Regions from separate parts of the Sus scrofa genome. Here region 2 is linked to region 1. A link is a contact called in public Hi-C data. All regions are on one chromosome and are shown on one strand. The core of a region is the stretch at or near the end of the contact, and the rest is flanking DNA. Distances in the headings are between cores, read along the strand shown. Region 1 holds the start of LAPTM4A (lysosomal-associated transmembrane protein 4A). Region 2 holds the start of RHOB (ras homolog family member B).

Region 1 (3,374 bases), core at 367-2,866:
ATCCGCTTAGACATCACTTCCCCCAGGAAACCTATCCTGATAGGTTAGATTTTGGGGGAGCCACGCTCATGGCATACAGAAGATTAAACCTTTGCCAGGGAGTAAACCTTTCCCGCAGTAATGACACCACCAGATCCTTAACTCACTGAACAACCAGGGAACTCCTAGGTTAGATATTCCTTTTCCATATTGTGCTTCCATAACATCCTTTATTACCCTGTGATAGCAGATATCACCTCTACCATAATGAATGTGAGGGCTGACTTTCTTTTTCTCCTCTTGCACCCTGAGCACATGGAAGTTCCTGTGCCAGGCATTGAACCTGCACTGCAGTTGTGAAGTGCGCCACAGCTGCAGCACATACTGGCCTTGTAACTTTGGACATGTAATGTAACTTCTTTGTTGAGTCAAGTAACATCAAAGTGCCTGCCTTATAGATTTGTTGTGTTTGAAGATGAAATGATTCAAAATAAAGTGATTGGACACATGTATACTACATAGCAAGGGCTATGAAAAACAATTTGTTTTGGTGTGGTGGGGATTATTAGTCTACTCCCTGATTAGTGGAGAAATTCATAATTCATTCTGAGTTAAACTGCTACCACCTCATTCCATTCTTTAGTGTAGCTTGGCTTAACTATGGATGGCCTCCCAGAAAGTTTAAAAGTATGATGCAAAGCAGGGTAATTGTGCGTGGACAATTCCTTCAGTGCTGAGAAGTAAGCAGAGTCTCTGCTGTTCTAGAATGAACATTTTAGTGGGGGAGATAAATAATCAACAATCAATATACAATTTCAGACAGCATTCACTGAAGCCATGCCAGCGCAATAACCTTTACACTAAATTCAGCACAGTGTTCAGCTAAGAATGGCAAAGGGGAAGACCTTTTTTTTCTTTTTTTTTCTTTTGGTCTCTTTAGGGCTACACCTGAGGGACATGAAAGTTCCCAGGCTATCGTTTAAATGGGCTCCATAGTTGCCGGCCTACACCACAGCCACAGCAATGTCAGATCCAGGCTGTGTCTGTGACCTACACCATAGCTCACAGCAACACCAGATCTTTAAACCACTGAGCGAGGCCAGGGATCGAACCTGTGTCCTCATGAATACTAGTCAGGTTTGTTACCATTGAGTCACAATAGGAACTGCCATTTTTGTCCTCTAAACACAAGTGTACTTTCCAAAGAATAAAACCATGTATTTTCTTAAAAGTCATGTCTCATACAAATACAAAATGAACAGTCTCAAAGATCTTATTTAGTAATTAATCAATAAGGGGACCAGTAAGATATAAGAACCAGTTTAAAGAACCAATAAAGTAACTACTTACATTGTTCAAACCAGGACTGGGAAAAGAATTTACAAATAGCTGCAAAATGGCTTTTTCCAAGGAGGGGGAATTCAACAAGAAGTTTGATGGACAAGAAGAATATTTCCTCTTGCTATCAGTTATCTACAATTTAGAGTTGAACAGATGTCTACTGAAAAAAACCCAAAAAACAAAAAAACCATGCACAACCTAAAAGCTGAGAACTATGTTTTATTTGCCAGATTTACTGAGGACTTGAGTCCAGGAGACATTCTCTCAGACAGCTCTCAGGGGCTGTTCTAAAGAGGTAAAGAAGCAGCGGATATACAGCGGTTTTTTACAAAAAAATCCCAGGTAGTCAGAACATCAAGATCACAGGGCTTTTCCATTTATGGTAAAATCCAAGAGTCTAGGCTTACTGAAACTATCCCTTTGATATGCACCTTACCATCGAGTGCCAGCAACCTATTTTTCTGCTATCCTGAATCCCCTCAGGGTGTACCACCCACTGGTGGTGGCTTCAGAGGCTGATGCCTTGATGCCACAATTTCCTTTGTTTACTGAAATGGGCAGATGACATTCTTTGCTCCCTTAGCTCCACAAGGAAAGATGGAGAGCCCCTGTAGATGCAGAATACCCAGAAAAGTGAGCCAGACAATGGCTGGTTTTTCACGGAAAACGCCTAGGTCCCTGTGTTTCACCATTTTTGTGAAATTGTGTTTCCTTGTGTGTCATTGTGTTTCATAATTTTTCCGTATAAACGTCACTCTATCATTACCCAGGAGCTAAGCAGTTCTTCCACTTTATTTTGCTTCTATTTTTCTCAATCCTTCTTAGCTGCCCTTGGCAGGGAATGGTATTTCTTTGCTTCTACCATGGAGGCGTCAGTGTGAGTTAAAACAGAAACCTAACCTTACTCCTCCAGGAAGTCCCGAATTTCTTCAGTCGAAAAGGCCCCGGAGCGGGAATTAGCCCCGCCCCGCCCCTTCCTCACAGGCCCCGCCCCTGACCAGCCCAATAATCAAACTGCGCGCAAAGGTCACGTGAGCAGCTGTTGTCCCGTGACACTTCGGAAGCGGTACGTGGCAGACGTCACTCAGAAAAGTCCTTCGTGCAGGCTTTCCGCCACCCACCTCATCTCGCCTCTCCTTTTTGCCATCAAACGCTTCTCTTGGGAATGGTGAACTACCGACCTCGCCCCCAACCAGAACTCCTCTAGACCGACGAGCTAGCTCATGCCCTCACGTGAGAGGCGGGGATTTATTAGTGCTAAGACGAGTTGCGATTCTGATTGGGCGTGAGTCTTGTCAATCTCCAGGCTTTTCCAATCAAGGGCCGCGTCCGCCCAGCTTTTCGCTCTTCTATTGGCCTGAGTGCGGGAAAGGTGGAGAAAAAGGCTAAAAGGAACTCGCGCGAGAGTGGCGCTCGGTACTCAGTGCGCAGGTGCGAAGCCTCTTGGCTGGGGCCCTGGCCGGGGGCTGGCTTGAAGACGCGTCGTTTGGTTTTGGACGCTTTGAGAGAGCCGTCTGGTATCAACCGCTGGGCGGAAGGCGTTTGTCAGGGGCCCGGCCACGAACGAGGCCCACGAGTTTCCCGATGGTGTCCATGACTTTCAAGCGGAGCCGCAGCGACCGGTTCTACAGCACCCGGTGCTGCGGCTGTTGCCATGTCCGCACCGGGACGATCATCCTGGGGACCTGGTACATGGTAAGGGCGGGCGAGGCGCGGGGATAGAAGCCCTGGGGGGAGTGCCCAAGAGTGGGAAGTGGGAGGGGGGCTGGTCCGAAAGGAAGTGAGTGTTCCCACTGGGAGGGGGTGGGGCGGGAGGCGTAGAGGACCTTCTTTGCGGGGGGGGTGGGCTCTAACTTTGAGGTGGGGAGAGTGTCTCGGAATCGGAGGGGTTGGGTGGCGATGGGAAGGTTGTTGCTTGGTAGGGTTAAGAGGAGAAAAGCAGGATTGGGAAAGGCAGAGGAGTAGCGGGCAGTGGGTGGGGGGCGGGATGAGGGTGCTAGGTTTTGGTGTGGGGGATTCTGGAAATTACCAGGTTTCGAGATCTTTTTGTGTGC
Region 2 (3,374 bases), core at 397-2,896, 380 kb before region 1:
TAAAAGTTATCATTTTTTTAAAAACATCAGAAGTAGATGAGGTTACAGCGTACAAGTGTGGTCAGAATGCTACTGTCTTATGCAAATGACAAGTGCATTAAGTGTCAAACAATGAAACAATTGTGCAAAGAATTCTTTCCAAAAAAAAAAAAAAACCCAAGTTTTCGCCTTTAAATAAATCAAATAACATCAGTTTCTTGGACTGAACAAATTTCACTTGTAGGACAGGCACAAAGTTCGCTTATGGCAAAAAAACAACCTGCAGCACACTTTCCCTCCTCCTGCCTGTGGCTGATGAGGGGTTCTCCCTGGCTGGCCCGCAGGAGACATGAGTCTGGAAGCTGTGTCCTCTCAGCCCCAAGTCAGTTAGTTGCAAATGTCTTTCCCAGGAGTTGGAAAGATGGCCAAGTCTTGTTCGTGCCTGGATGGACGCCTGACCCAGGCTGGGCCGGAGCTGTTCTCAAGTCCTGTCACTCCACCCACCGCCACCATTAAATAACACCATCCTACCTCCGAAAATAAAATTATATCTATATTTATATAACACCCCATCCACCCCAGCCCTCCCCTCCCGCAGTTCCCGTGGTCTATGTTACAGACAGGGGCATAGCAGGCGCTCGCTGGTTATGGGAGAACATCTGATGATGGGGCGCGGCCGCACCCCGGGGCCAAGCTCGCCTCGGGGTAGCAGAGGCGGGCGTGGGGCAAAAACGGGGCGGGGGGAGTTGAACATACACACAGCCACACCCTCCGAAGAGGCTTGGCTCTTCAGAACAGGGTCTTCGGGGATCCCTTGGCACTCAGCGGGGCGCCCAGGCCTGTGCAACACAGCGGGACGCACACAGACACTTGGAAAGGGGGCGCCCGGTGCCTACCGCGCCGATTCCCGGCGCCAGAGCCACAGCCGCCAGGCCACGGCTGCGGGTCCGGAGGGCAGACGCCAGGCCGTCCGGTGGGGTCCGTGGGGGGGGCGCGGGTCTCCCTTCTCCGGCCTCGTGGGGGACCGGCCGGGGTGGGGGAGCCGTGCCCGCAGGGGCAGGCAGGCGGGCGCGGCCCTCATAGCACCTTGCAGCAGTTGATGCAGCCGTTCTGGGAGCCGTAGCGTTTCTGCAGCGCGGCTCGCGTGGCCGTCTCGAAGACCTCGCGCACGCCCTCCTTGGTCTTGGCAGAGCACTCGAGGTAGTCGTAGGCTTGGATGCGCACGGCCATGGCGCGGCCGTCATCCGTGCGCACGGGTTCCTGCTTCATGCGGGCCAGCTCAGTGCGGACGTGCTCGTCGCTGCGCAGGTCTTTCTTGTTGGCCACCAGGATGATGGGCACGTTGGGGCAGAAGTGCTTCACCTCGGGCACCCACTTCTCGGGGATGTTCTCCAGGGAATCCGGGCTGTCCACCGAGAAGCACATAAGGATCACGTCGGTGTCCGGGTAGGAGAGCGGCCGCAGGCGATCGTAGTCCTCCTGGCCCGCTGTGTCCCACAGCGCCAGCTCCACCTGCTTGCCGTCCACTTCGATGTCGGCCACATAGTTCTCAAAGACTGTGGGCACGTACACCTCAGGGAACTCGTCCTTACTGAACACGATCAGCAGGCACGTCTTGCCGCACGCGCCGTCGCCCACCACCACCAGCTTCTTGCGGATGGCCGCCATGAGCGGGCCGGGCCCGGGCAGCAAGAGGGGGCCCGCGAACGCCTCGCTGCCGTCCCGCTGGCCGCTCACTGCTCACCTCGGGCTGCGCGCTAGGGGCAAGGGTCGCTAGCTGCACCCAGGCCCCGGGGTGGCGCGTTCTCTCGCTGTGCTCAGGAAGCCGCGGCGTGGGCGGTAGGGGCGCGGGAGCATAGGGCGCACCGTACGTCTCCGCGCTGCTCCGGAGCGGTGGCGGCCCTCCTCGCCCCGGATCCGGGGTTGGCGCCTTTGTGCGCAAACGGTGACTAGAGTAGCAGACCCGGCCTAGCTTCCTCCCGGGTCGCTCTAGGCCTCAGCAAAGGTACAGGAAAACGAACGAAAGCAGGCAGACTGCGGTGGCAGATGCAGGCTGCGGCCCTAGCGCCCGCTATTTAAAGAGTTCGGCGACTTTCTTAATATAGCCGCCCAATGGCAAGCGAGCCGACTGAGCTCATCGCTGCGGAGCTTGGCTCTGATTGGCCGTCCGCTGCAGCCCAGGGGCGGGGCCGGGCGAGCTTGATTGACGGCCCAGGCCGCGGGGCTGGGAGAGGCGGCGACCGGGGAGCGTGCGCCGCGGCTGGCGCTGCGGGGCTCCGGCGACACCAGGGTTCCCTCCTTCGCCGCAGCTTCTGCGCGTGGGGCGGGAGGCCAAGAGCTAGCTACCAGGAGCCCGCAGGGCCTGGACGAGAGGTTCAGAAAGAAGCCGCACTTTGTGGGGCGTTAACGACTCCCTCCCACTCAAAATTGCCGCGCTGGCTTCGCAAACTCCCAGCGGGTGGTCGGACCTGTGGGGGACCGAGCGGTTCCTTTAACTTGGTTTTGTTTTTAAGTGAACGCGCGCGCACACACACATTCGTTTGTTCCCAAGCAAGGTCTTTTCCCTTTTCTTTCAGAAGCGGGCCCACCCCTGGTCGAGTCTGCCATCCCTGTCCTTCCACCAGGGTACCCGCCTAGAGCAGCCCGGGGTTTGGATCTTAGAGATGGTGGCTGTAAATTAGGTGACCCTGGGCCGAGCTTCTGGCTCCTCCAAGTCCTATCGCCTACCCCCTTCTCGGCACCCAGCCTAGGTCTTTAGGTAAAGATTCGGAGAAGGAGGGACGGTGAAAAGGGAAGGTCGAGGTTGGTTGCAGAACTTGAGGTCCGCTGGGAAGAAGTTACCAAGCAGAAAAAGGCAGCCTCAGCCCTGGATTTCAAGATTAATTCGGATCCTGGTCATAAGGCAGAGAACTGCCTGAGGTAAACAGTACAATAAAATCCAAATCCCCACCCCCACCCCACTGGGCTAGAAGAGGCTGAGGTCCCCCTGGGGAGTAGCAGGAGAAACTTGAAGGCTGGGACATAGCAAATCAGTGTCTAGTGGGGTGCTAGCTCCTAGTCTCCTGCTATCCACCAGGACTTAATCCATCTCTTCCTTGTATCCTGTAGGAGATGGCACCTGTGTCTGATCTAGAAGCTTCTGAGTGGATGGGTCCCAATGGACAGAAGGGGTGAGAAGAAGGATGGAGGTAGGGAGGGAGGACCACCCAAGGAGGAGGAAGAGCTTGAACCAAAGCAGAGATGTGACAAAGAGTAGGACAGATTCTAGGAACAGAGAATAGCTTACTGGGGCTACCCTCAGTGGAAAGAGAGAGTTGAAACTCAGGAGGCAGGCCAATCATGGAGGACAAGTACCAACTACACAGGTTGGGCCATATCCATTCTAGAGGCAAGGG

What was found. A called contact is a pair of places that touch in the nucleus more often than the background predicts.
Region 2: a contact with region 1 is called in a Hi-C map of liver, with 4 times the contacts expected there. The contact joins the promoter of RHOB here to the promoter of LAPTM4A in region 1. A contact is called at or near these places in 2 of 47 Hi-C or Micro-C datasets (heart right ventricle and liver) and 2 of 2 datasets of contacts at active chromatin or transcription factors (alveolar macrophages and skeletal muscle).

The regions. Positions count from the first base shown.
Region 1 is chr3:118,150,250-118,153,623 of Sscrofa11.1, forward strand. LAPTM4A (lysosomal-associated transmembrane protein 4A) reads left to right here and starts at 1,617. Exons shown (of 7, transcript XM_005662724.3): 1 at 1,617-3,015. The coding sequence starts at 2,905.
Region 2 is chr3:117,773,814-117,777,187 of Sscrofa11.1, forward strand. It overlaps RHOB (ras homolog family member B), which reads right to left and starts at 1,647. Exons shown (of 1, transcript NM_001123189.1): 1 at 1,057-1,647. The coding sequence starts at 1,647. The coding sequence ends at 1,057.